Regions from separate parts of the Oryctolagus cuniculus genome. Here region 2 is linked to region 1. The links are chromatin contacts, called in public Hi-C maps. All regions are on one chromosome and are shown on one strand. The core of a region is the stretch at or near the end of the contact, and the rest is flanking DNA. Distances in the headings are between cores, read along the strand shown. Region 1 holds the start of PIAS2 (protein inhibitor of activated STAT 2). Region 2 holds the start of ST8SIA5 (ST8 alpha-N-acetyl-neuraminide alpha-2,8-sialyltransferase 5).

Region 1 (6,190 bases), core at 2,062-4,561:
TAATCAAAATCTGGAAACAATTCAGTTGTCACTCAACAAAAGGATAAATTGGGTGTCTATTCATACAATGGAATATTTCCCATCAATAAAAAGGAATGAACTGATACTTGCAACATGTCAACCACAAATCTATTATGTTGAATGAAAAAAAATCAATGCACACTGTATGCTCCCACTTACCTGAAATATTTAAATATGAAAAACTAACCTGTAGTATTAGAGATCATACCAAAGGTTATTGGTGGTGGAGGTTACAGGGAAGGGGAACAGGGATTTTTCTGAAGGTAATGAAAATGTTCTATATTTCGACAAGCATTTTTCTTTTCTTTTTCTTTCTTTCTTTCTTTTTTTTTTTTTTTTTTGACAGGCAGAGTAGACAGTGAGAGAGAGAGCCAGAGAGAAAGGTCTTCCTTTACCATTGGTCCACCTTCCAATGGCCACCGCGGCCGGCGTGCTGTGGCCGGCGCACCGCGCTGATCCGATGGCAGGAACCAGGTACTTATCCTGGTCTCCCATGGGGTGCAGGGCCCAAACCCCTGGGGTCAGTCTCCACTGCACTCCCTGGCCACAGCAGAGAGCTGGCCTGGAAGAGGGGCAAGCGGGACAGAATCCGGCACCCCGACTGGGACTAGAACCGGGTGTGCCAGCGCCGCAAGGCGGAGGATTAGCCTAGTGAGCCGCGGTGCCGGCCGACAAGCATTTTTCTAAATGGATTGAAGAGTTTCCTTAAGATATGAGGACTTCAGTTTATGTAAATTTTACCTTAAAACATATGGCTTGGGGCCAGCGCCGAGGCTCACTTGGTTAATCCTCTGCCTGAGGCGCCGGCATCCCATATGGGCATCGGGTTCTCATCCCGGCTGCTCCTCTTCCAGTCCAGCTCTCTGCTGTGGCCCGGGAGTGCAGTGGAGGATGGCCCAAGTGCTTGGGTCCTGCACCCACATGGGAGACCAGGAGGAAGCACCTGGCTCCTGATTGGCATAGCTCTGGACGTAGCGGCCATTTGGGGGGTGAACCAATGGAAGGAAGACCTTTCTGTCTCTCTCACTGTCTATATGTCAAATAAATAAATAAAATAAAAAACATATGGCTCAGGAGCTGGTACGTTGATGTAGCAGGTTAAGCCACCGCCTGCAGCGCTGAGTATCCCACATGGGCACCGGTTCAGGTCCTGGCTGCTCTACTTCAAATCCAGCTCCCTACAAATGAGCCTGGGAAAGCAGCAGCAGAGGGCCCAAAGTGCTTGGGTCCCTGCACCCGCATGGGAGACCCGGAAGAAGCTCCTGGTTCCTGGCTTTGGATGCGACCAGCTCCAGCTGATTTGGCCATTTGGGGAGTGAACCAGTGGATGGACGACCTCTCTCTGTAACTCATCTTTCAAATAAATAAATATTTTTTAAAAAGAAAAATATCTGGGAAGTTTGCGCTTGGTAATAGGAAGAGAAGTAGGCAGTGGAAAGGAAAAGAAAGACGTTAAAAATAACATTAAGGTTTGATAGACTCAGGATGGGAACTATTAAGACAGATGATTATAATTAAACTCAATATTCAATGCACAGTTCATCTAAGTTGAATATTCCTTTCTAAAGTTTCTAGGATATTTCAAATGGTTCTTACTAGTTTTTTTTTTTTTAATATTTTATTTATTTAAAAGGCAGAGTTACAGAGAGGCAGAGAGAGGTCTTCCATCTGCTGATTCATTCCCCAGATGGCCACAATGGCCACAGCTGGGCCCCTCCGAAGCCAGGAACCTCTTCCAGGTCTCCTATGTGGGTGCAGGGGCCCAAGGACTTGGGCCATCTTCTGCTGCTTTCCTAGGCCATAAAAGAAAGCTGGATCAGAGGTGGAGCAGCTGGGACTTGAACCGGCAGCTGGATGGGATGCCAGCACTACAGGTGGAGGCTTTACCCACTATGCCACAGTGCCGACCCCCTTACTACTTCTTAAATGAATGCTTGTTAGTATTATTTTTTAGTATATGTTCATCAGCTCTTTAGGCACAAAGAGTTTACAATCTTTCACTCTGTAAGTGCATAAAGTACACCCATATATCTCATTTCCTTTGATCCTCAACACCCTGAGAGTAGGTATAATCATTTGTCTTACAGGTTAGAAAAACTAGATTGTGGCATAGCAGGTTAAGCTGCCATTTGTTTCCAGCATCCCATGTGGGCACTGGCTGGTGTCCTGGTAGTTCCATTTCTGATCCAGCTCCTTGCTAATGCTCCTGGGAAAGCAGTGGAAGATGGCTTAAGTCCTTGGACCCCTGAACTCACGTGGGAGACCCCAGAAGAGGCTCCAGGATCCTGACTGGCCCAGCTCCAGCCATTGCGGCCATTTGATGAGAGAACCAGTGGAGGAAGATTTCTCTCTCTGCCTCTGCCTCTCTGTAATGCAGAGAAAGGCAGTTACAGAAAGAGGTAGAAACAGAGAGGTCTTCCATCTACTGGTTCACTCCCCAGATGGCCGCAACGGCTGGAGTTGCACCAATCCAAAGCCAGGAGCCAGGATCTTCTTCTGGGTCTTCTATGTGGGTACAAGGGCCCAAGGACTTGGGCCATCTTCTGTTATCCCAGGCCATAGCAGAGAGCTGGATCAGAAGAGGAGTAGCTGGGACAAGAACCGGCGCCCATATGGGATGCCGTTACTTCAGGCCAGGGCTTTAACCTGCTGCACCACAGCGCCGGCCCCAATGCTGCCTTTCAAATAAGATAATAAAAAATCCTGACAAGTACATAGATAGGGTGAATGTCAAGGCCAATTCTGGTTTTGCCATTTTACAGATAGCCAGCACTAATTGGAGTCACTTGTCTGGTTTTGATTTAACTGCTGCCTAGGAGGACATAATAGTTCTTTTTGGCTTAAGCCATTCTGGGACAGCACCTAGAACTCAGCAGTCAAACCTCCCCAACTCAGCCAGCAGCTGCTACACATTGAGGAAGGGGCAGAAAGGATGCTGAAGAAGTCACTACAATGAACACCAGGAAATCTCCTGCTTCCAACAGTTTTGTTCACGTTGGTCCCTCCTATGTTAACTTCCTTGGCAGCAGGGCTATGTTTGTTTTCTTTGCATCTTTCTATTCCTCTAAAGCTCCTAGCTTAGTGGCATTAATTTAATATCTGTTAAACAATGATAAAAACCCTAGATGTAATCAAAGCTTAAGGAGAATAAACCAAGAGCAAGAATAAGGCAAGCTAAGATAACAAAGCTAACAATCGCCTTTACACACTTTCATTCAGTCCTTCATTCATTAAACAATGATTTGTCAGTCGTTTACCAATCATTACAGCCTAATGGGTTTAGATTTTAAGATAAAAATTTTGAGCAATACTTTTATTATGTATAATAATCACATAAACACCTAGATAATTAACATGAAGGCATGAAGGAAAAGTTCAGGGTCCTGTGAGCACTTATAACAGGTGTCAAAAGGCAAAATTACAAGTTAAGATCTTAATTAGCTTTTCTTCAGGATTTTCAGGCAGTTTCTCTGGTGGGTTCAACAACTGTGGATTGCAACTGGGTCAGACACCACTCCTGGGCAAAACACCCAAGTGTTGTAGAGAGACATCCTGACTGACTACGGATCAGTCTGTGACCTGTGATTGACTGCAGCTCAGAAGACCCAGCTAGTTAATGCAAACACATACTAAGCACAGACTCAAAGTAAGGAGGCGCCCTCCGGCCTACAAGTAGCTTAACACAGGATCGGAACCCAAATGGGGGATGTGGATGGAACCAAGTTTTTAGAAAGAAGTGGCAATCGGATGTAGAAGATGAACAGGAGTTAGAGAAGCTAAGAAAAAGACTGGGAATTACTCTCGGCCGCAGGACCAACATTTAGCTGTCTGAAAACTTGGTGGGAGGTGGAGGGGAGGTTTGCTGGATGCAGGGACTGGAAGATGTGCAGCCAGTGGGCTCCGAGGGGGTGTAGGTGGAGGCAGCAGGTAGGAGCGGATGAGACAGGGCCTTGTACATCACACGGTCTTAAAAGTCCTCTCGTGGGTGAGTTCGCGGCCTCTTCAAGGAATCGGAGCCGGGGGCCGGCCCGGCGGGTCTCTGGCCAGCTGGACTCAGCATCTTCTCTCATCCTTCATCAGCACATTAGGGTGCCACTCTGCCTTGGCATCTCCTTCTTCGCTGGGTCTCACATTTCCCTGACCCCTCCACTTTTTATCAAGGCCCTTCTTCACTTCTTCCCCAGCGCCACCAACCCCCGCCCCGCAAGGCTGCAGTCCGTGACATTCAGGCGCCCTTCAAAGTCGTCAGGAATCAGCCAGGTGAGCCCTCGGACATTAGCAATTGAGAGGTCTCACCCAGGCCGCGCCAACGCCCATATTTAAATTGTTCCGCCACAACTAGCCTGGGGGATGGTTTATTTGCTGCCGCTGCTCCGTCTCCAGCCACCATGTGAAGGGCGCCGCGTGAATCTGCCCGAAGGTTCCCGTCACGAGTCCCGGCCACCTCTTCAGGTCGGGCCCTCCGCCAGGTCCGCTGGTAACGCTGCGATCTCTACGGCGCTTCGGGGAGTGGGCACGGACCCCCGCGAGGGGCAGGGAAGAGGCGATGCGGCGCCGAGCAGGGCCAGGCCGCGGGACCGGACGCCGGAAGCGTGCGGGGAGCCGGCTGGCGCGGGAGCGGGCGGGCGGAAGGCGCGGGCGGAAGGCGGCCTCGCGGGTGGGCAGGGGGCGCCGCGAGGGGCGGGGCGGTGGCGCGCCGGGGGCGGGGCTCCCGCGCCGGTCACGTGAGGGGCCCGGCGGTAGCGGCGGCGGCGGCCGCGGCGTTTTCAGCGGCGCCCAGTGCAGGATGGTGCTGGAGGCGGCGGCGGCCGTGGTGGCTGCGGCGTCGTTGGCGGTAGCGGGAAGGGGTGCGGTGGCGGCAGTGGCGGCGGAGCCCGCGGGTGGTATAAAATGGCGGATTTCGAGGAGTTGAGGGTAAGCAGGGCCGCGGGAGTGGAGAGTGGAGGCCGCGGGGGAGGGGTTGGGGAGGGAGGCGGGGAAGCCGCAGCGTCGCCGGCCGCCGCCGCCTTGTTTCGCCGGGGCCGGTTGGCGGCGCCCCGAGCCCGGCCCGCGTGAGGGCGGGCGCCGAGCGCGCGGGAGGGGAGCGAGCCGGTGGAGGACGCGGGGGCGGCGGCCTGGGCCGCGGGCGGGCGGGCGGTCGTTCGAGGGCCGGCCGCTGCGGGCCGGCTCTCCGCACACCTGGCGCGGGGTCGGGGCGCCCTCGCGGGGGCACGTGGGGTCCGACTCCCCGCTCCGCCTGAGGGCCCAGGTGGTGAACGGCGTGTGATTTTCCACCCTGGGGTGGGGGGTGGGGGGTCCGTGTGCGTGGCGATCCCGAAGTCTACTTGGCGGACGCCTGTTTGGTGAGACGTGAAGTTGCGTTTCGGGAATTTTTTTTCTTCCTTCCCTGATGGCTGATGCTACCGTTTGGTCAGGTGTGCCAGGGAAGGGGCCCCTTCCTCCCTCCACTGCTTCCCCCCGTCGTCGGGAGAAGCGTGGGCCTTTGGCAACCCTGCCTTCAACAACCGGCCTCGAACCTTGGTATTTCCTTAGTGCCGTGGAAAGAAAACTGCAAAGTCCGAGGTGACATGAGGTTTTTCCGTGCACTCTTTCTGCTCTTGAAGAGAAAAAAAAATCTTGTCGTCTTAGCCTTGGAACAAGGTCATAACTTTACTGTTGCTACCGTTGTTGAATAGAAGAGATTTAAGTTGAGGTGCCATGGGGGAGAACGGACAAGACCCCCACCCCCGCCGAGACTGATAACCTTCGGAGACTCCGCACCTGAAACAGACCAGGTGTGATCCATGAGCCCGCTTTATTTTATATGGATCACTGAATTACTAGCGACATAAATAGGAAATTTAGAGTCAGAAATGCCGATTTTTTAAAAAATTTCAAAGTAGGAGAGAGTGGTGAGCGTGGAATTAACGGCAAGCAGTTTGCGTAACAGACGAATGTGCTAGGTTGGTTGGTTCGGATACGGAGGAGCAGCGATCCAGTAGAGGATTGAGTTTGAGGTAGGGTAAGGTTGTTGGTTGGTAGCTGATGGAGAGGACCAGAGGGAAAGAGGTGTGTTTTCCACTAAAGGAGCTTGTTGTAGGTTGCACAATGTAACTGTTGTTTTCCCTCCTGTTTTTAAAAGAATTGTTTATTTTCCAGGAAGAGAAAAGTATGTTTGTACATGTTACAC
Region 2 (6,190 bases), core at 1,877-4,376, 130 kb after region 1:
GCCACTGCTTGGGGGGGCCCCACAGCTCATGTTGGGGTACCAGATGGAGTCCTGGCTACTCTGCTTGTGATCTGGATTCCTGCTAATGCCCAAGTACTTGGGCCCCTGCCACCCATGTGGGAGACCTGGATGGAGTCCCTGGCTCTTGTCTTTGGCCTGGCCCAGGCCTGGCTGTTACAGGCATCTGGAGAGTGAATCACAGCATGGAAGATCTCCTCTCTGTCTATATCATTCACTCTCTACCTTTCCAGTAGATGAAAATAAACTACATTAAAATGAAATGCAAGAAGAGCAGACACTGATCCTGGTGTTAGAAGCCAGAACCATGACCACTTTTCAGCACACAGTCGTGAAAGGGAGCCCTGGGGTGGTCTTTGGAGGGAGGCAGGTGTTTCTGTTCCCTGATCTGCATGCCAATTGCAAGGATGTGTATAGCTTGTAAAAACTCACCCAGCTATATGCTTATGCCTCCTGTACTTTTCTGTAAGTGCACTTTGCTGCAATTTAGGAATTCTTAGGATAATTTGGGGTCATTACTTTCAAATAGATTTGTTCCTTTTTTCCCAGGAAGCATGCATCACAAGACAGATCAGAGTGGGCACTGGCGGGGGTAGAGGATAAGCAGGAACAGAAAGGAAGCAGGAGGGAGCCTGGCCTGGTGAAAACATGGGGGTATCTCACAGGAGAAAGCTCAGTGCTCTGTCTGCCTGGGACCTGCGTGTGGCACCTGCTGCATGGTCTGTGTGACCCAGTGCAAAGTCAATGCAGGGCCCCTTGTTCAAAGATCTGAAGGCAGCAGGAGCACCAAGGGGGATGGTGTGGGTGTGGGGGGACAGTGGCACAGGTCCCACTCCCTGCCTGTGTGTTTGGAGCAAAGAGCCAGCTCCAGGCATCCAAGGACTTCGTGTTGGGTAAGTTATTTAGGGCAGTTAGTGCTTTAGTATCTTCAGTTGTAAGATGAGTTAGCCGGAGGCTAGGAAGCAAAAATGCATTAATAAATGAAAGAGCGGGCACTTTTTGATGCACAAGACATGAAGCACATGCTGAGATTATTGTAATGAGGGGGCCACTATCTGTTTGAGCCCCTCTCCCCCCTCCCCTTTTTAAGATTTATGTATTTGAAAGACAGAGGGAGGGAGGGAGAAAGAGAGAGTGCTTCCATCTGCTAGTTCACTCCGCAAATGTCCTCAATGGCTGGGGCTACGCCAGGCCAAAGCCCGGAGCCAGGAACTCCATCCAGGTCTCCTACTTGGGTGGCAGGGGCCCCAAGCACTTGGGTCATCTGCTGCTGCTTTCCCGGGTGCATTAGCTGATGTGCAGGAGCTGGATCCCATATTGTAGCCAGCGGGACATACACCCATTTTCTTTTTTTTTTTTTCTCTCTCTCTTTTCTTGACAGGCAGAGTGGACAGTGAGAGAGAGAGACAGAGAGAAAGGTCTTCCTTTTCCGTTGGTTCACCCTCCAATGGCCGCTGTGGCCAGCGCACCGAGCTGATCCGAAGCCAGGAGCCAGGTGCTTCTCCTGGTCTCCCATGTGGGTGCAGGGCCCAAGGACTTGGGCCATCCTCCACTGCCTTCCCAGGCCACAGAAGAGAGCTGGACTGGAAGAGGAGCAACCGGGACAGAATCCGGTGCCCCGAGCGGAACTAGAACCCGGTGTGCCGGCGCCGCAGGCAGAGGATTAGCCTATTGAGCCGCGGCACCGGCCATACACCCATTTTCTTACAATGTCTTTATTTTCACCTTGGTTGAGGCAAGGGGAGGGGAGAGAATTTTTTATCGACTGGTTCACGCCCCAAATGTCCACAACAGCCAGGGCTAGGCCAGATGGAATCCAGGAGCCAGGAACTCAATCAAGACCTCCCATGTGGAAGGCAGGGACCCACGTGGTTGAGCCTCACTGGGTGTGCAGTAGCCGGAGGCTGGATGGCAAGCAGAGGTGCCGGGATTCCAGCCGGCACTGCAGTACGGGATGTGAGTGTCCCAAATAGCGACTTAACCGCTGTGCCACAAGCCGGCCCCTGAGTTCTTTAATTGGCTAAAAAGCCTACCTGTGACACCAGGGATAAATACACAAAACAACTTTCGAGACAGCAGAATCCACTTCGGCCTTGGGAGTCCAGATACATTGCAGACTGGGTGGAACGCGCACTGGAGGGGGGGGGGGTAACCGTGCGGTCTTTCCGGTTCAAAAAGGAGATCACCAAACGCCGAAATCGAGGACCGGCCTTCCGGGAAGCTTTCATCTACGTTCCATCTCTGGCTGAGCTCTGAGTCTCGGCCAGGCTCCGAGCGGACTCCCGGGCCCGATTCCAGCGCCTCTGGGAGGGGCTGGAGGGTCCCAGTGAGGGGGCCCTGGGCTCCTGCAGCCGGGGCGCGGGGTGAGCACCGCCGGGGTCGGGATGACAGGGCGGTGCGGGACTGGGGCTGGGGCAAGGATGCCTCAGGGGTCCAGACATTCGCGCTGCATTTCTGGGATCCTTCTCCCCGGCGCGCTCTCTGGAGCACAAACCTTGCCGGGCGCGCTGACCTAGTAGAGGTCGCGGAGGCCGGGGCTCCCCAAGGCGGCCAGCTGCCAGACCTAAGCTTGACGAGCGGACCCAAGGATGAGACAAGGTCCCAGTGCTGCGCAGGAGGAAGCAGCGCGCTGCGGGGGGCGGGAAGCCCCTGAATTCCTTCCTCGCTGGAGTCGGGGCGTGCGCCGTCCTTGAAGGGCAGCCGGGCTGACCTTGCGCCGCCTGCTCCGGGGCGCTCTCCAGGAGCGCGCAGGGACGCAGCCGCGGCGGTGACTCAGTGCCCTGCGCGCCGCATGCAAATGCTCCTCTCCCGCAGCCGAGCTCCGCGGCCGCGGCTTTCCCGTCCGGCCCCCATTTGACTTCCACGATTGCAGCCCGGCGTTTTCCGCACCTCCCCACAGCCAGCCCGTCACCAGCGGACCGTGCGGGTGCTCTGTCGCCCACCTCCCACCCGCTGAACTGTAGGCCGACCTCCGAGCTGCCGAGCTTCGGGCCGGCTTGGGCAGGCTCTGCGCGCTGGGCCCCCGCGCCCGGGAGCAGGGCCGAAGGGGGCGGCGCGCCGGGGCGCACGGCGGACGGAGCCCGCTCCCCATTGGCCAACGCTTCGGCGGGAGGGGACGGCCCCGGCGCGCGGCACCTGGCGTCGCCCCTCCGCTGGGAAACCGGCGGCTCCCCGGCACCCGCGCGCACGGGCAGAGACGTCGGAGGGAAGGCCCGGGGCCGCGGCCGCGCTCCCTGCGGCCGGATCAGTCCTGCTTGCCGCCCAGGGGCCAGTCGCGTCCGGATGCCCCCCGAGCTGCAGCCGCGCCAGCCGGAAACTTTGCCCCGCCAAGTCCTCCGCCCGCCTGACCGCGCCGAGAGGTGCCGGGCCCGCCGCGCGGCCCCCGGGGGCCCGGAGCCCCGCGCGCGATCGCCGGGCCGCCCCGCGCCCCGCGCCTGCGGCACCCGGCCGCCAGGATGCGCTACGCAGACCCCTCGGCTAACCGGGATTTGTTGGGGAACCGAACTTTGCTCTTCATTTTCATCTGCGCCTTCGCTTTGGTGACCTTGCTGCAGCAGATCCTGTACGGCAGGAACTACATCAAGAGGTGAGAAAGTCGGCGGGGCGGCGCCGCGCCCTCGGGAGCGGCCGTGGGGTCCGCGCGCAGGCCCCGGCGCCGCGAAGCGCGTCTCCGCCCTCCCGGCCAGGGCACTGCGCGAGTTCGGCGCCAGCCGGCGGCCCCGGCAACTTAGTTCTGCGGTGAAAAACGGGCTGGGGGCGGGTTGGCATAACGCGTGGCCGGACTGACTCCAGGTCCACCTAAGTGCCCGGAGCCGTCCTGGGGGTCGCAGCCGAGCCTCCCACACCGCCTCGAGCTCACGGCCGTGGGGTGGGAGCAGGGGCGCGAGATGCTGTTTTTCGGTCTGTTGATTGAACCTTCAGTTTTTGGAGGGACTCCGGGGGGGGGGGCGGGGAGACGCACCCCCTCCCCGAGTCGGATTAGGTGGAGGTGGTGGCCGGCCGTGGCCGTGCGTTAGGGACAGGGAATCCTCACAATCCCGTGGCCACCGAGTCTGCTGTGAAACGTGCACCCTGGCCCCTTCCGAAACAGACGGTACTCAGCCTTGGCGCAAACGGTCAAAGCGGTCCTCTGCCCCCGGCCACGGGCGAGCCCGGGGAGGAGAAAGCTGCGGAAGGCGTCGCTGAGAAACGCGCTCACGGGCTGCGTCCCCGCAGGCAGAAGATGGGCTAGGCACCTGCCGCTGCCTTCTGTGGGCTCTGCCGGCTTCTGGGGGAGACGCTCGGGTTACTCTGCCTGGTCTGGGGACTGAGGGAGGTTCGGTTGTAGGGCTCTCGCGTATCAGAGATGCGGGGAAATAGACACCTCCCACCCCGTTTTTACTGGAGCGTTTTTTTCTCTGCTGCGTGTGTCCCTCTTGCTGTCTCTTTCCCCTTCTGATAGGGAACAAATACGCCTCTCCTGCTCCGCAAGCATCTCCTCTCCTCTGCTCTTTCAAATGATCAGCAGGTGTTCTTTCTGTGCCCTTGGGGTTTGAAATGGGTCAGGCGTGCTCTTCATCTGGGCTGCCCAGGAGGATAGGAGGCCGGGGATTGCACCTGCTTCTCTCCCCGCATTGAGCGCGCCTGCCTTGGCTGTGACTTCCCCCAGAGCTGTGCCCCACACTTGTCTCCCACAGTCCCTGCCACAGACCTTTCGCAGAGAGCCTCTTCCCTAATGGAGGACAGCTCGTGTATGGCACTTGGTGGCTTCAAAGGACATTTTCAGAGCTTCCTGACTCGTTGGATCTGGTTGGGGCTGCCTCTTGTTTTGGTTCCTGCCACTCGGAGATGATCCTGTGCAAGGACAGCTGAGTCCCGGAACCGGCCTGCTGCCTGTGGGCCTGTAGGCCCTTTGCCTAATGCTGTTTTGGCACTTGCTCCTCAGCAGAGCTGTGCTGGGTTCCTGCCCCCTGCTGGAGCCTCCCTAGAGTTGCTGGGGGCTGCTGGGAGTTCTTCTGCCTTGTCAACAGGAGCTCAGTGTCTGTGCCCATGGCAGGTGCCAGCCCAGTTACCACCTGCTTGCTCTGGCAGGATGGGCCTGCTCTTGGGGGCTGGGCCAGCTGCCTGGAGTTCAGCAGGTGTACCTGTTGCCTCCTGTTCGCACACAGAGACCTGGACCCCCTAACTCCCACAGATGCCACCTTTCCAGTCTCACTCTGGGGACTCGGATTAATCTGATGAAGCTAGCGTGTGCCCATCCTGGACCGGTGCAAAGCTTATGAATGCCCCATCCTGGAAGAGTGCCTTGGGGTAAAGGAGATGATGCAGTTCAAGGCTCAGGGGGCTCGAAGTCCACTTGAGGAGAGAGGGAGCAAGTGTTAAATTGTCTGAGAAGATAGGCACTTATGGCTAGAATAGTTAGGGAAGACTGCCTGGAGGAGGCAGACTTGAAAGAAGGGTAAGTTTTGGATAGAGGAGGGGATGTGCACATCCAGAAATAAAAAGTGTGGGAGAAAAGGTAGAGATGTGTGGGACACTGCCCCCTCTCATCTCTCCCACACTTGCCTGTGCTGCTGCACTTGGCTTTATCATTAGGTTCTCTGTCAGGGAGGCTGCCCCGATCCAGGACTGGATTGTGGCTGCCACAGCACTTCCACCCAAAACACCCGCTCACGTGTCTTGTTCCTACATGGATCGTGCTTGTGATGAACTGACCTGGCGTGACTGTTGATCTGCCACCTGCCTAGATATGCCCGTTGTCCAAGGTTCCTCAAGCAGGGGTCCCGGGGCTGCCTGCCTCAGAAGCACCCAGAGGGCTGTGGGAATGCAGATTCCTGGGCCCCTGGCTCAGACTTTCTGGGGTGGGATCTGGAACCTGGCTTTTTAGCATCCCTCCGCTCTCCCTAACTGCTCCAGACCAGCGATCTCAGTGGAGGGCACCTTGGCCCCAGGCAATGTGCTGAGATGCGGGGGTAGGGTGTGGGGGTGGGGGGCACAGAAGGCACTTCTGCCGGCCGGTGGGGAGAGGCCAGAGATGCCGGAAGACCCACAGCACCTCGTGTGCCCCCAGCCATGGAGAATCATCTGGCCCCAGATGTCAGCAGGGCTGAGGGTGAGAAGCCCAGCCCTGGAGGGGAAACTCCATGAGGCAGGGATTCAGCTGGTGTCTGGGCTGTAACAAGATCTCAATACA

What was found. Hi-C and Micro-C count contacts between places; a contact is called where the count stands out from the background.
Region 2: a contact with region 1 is called in a Hi-C map of psoas muscle, with 2.4 times the contacts expected there. The contact joins the promoter of ST8SIA5 here to the promoter of PIAS2 in region 1. A contact is called at or near these places in 2 of 6 Hi-C or Micro-C datasets (psoas muscle and an unstated tissue).

What each region holds. Positions count from the first base shown.
Region 1 is chr10:30,637,132-30,643,321 of mOryCun1.1, forward strand. It overlaps PIAS2 (protein inhibitor of activated STAT 2), which reads left to right and starts at 3,312. Exons shown (of 15, transcript XM_070050211.1): 1 at 3,312-4,490. The coding sequence starts at 4,372.
Region 2 is chr10:30,772,167-30,778,356 of mOryCun1.1, forward strand. It overlaps ST8SIA5 (ST8 alpha-N-acetyl-neuraminide alpha-2,8-sialyltransferase 5), which reads left to right and starts at 3,127. Exons shown (of 8, transcript XM_051851247.2): 1 at 3,127-3,604. The coding sequence starts at 3,474.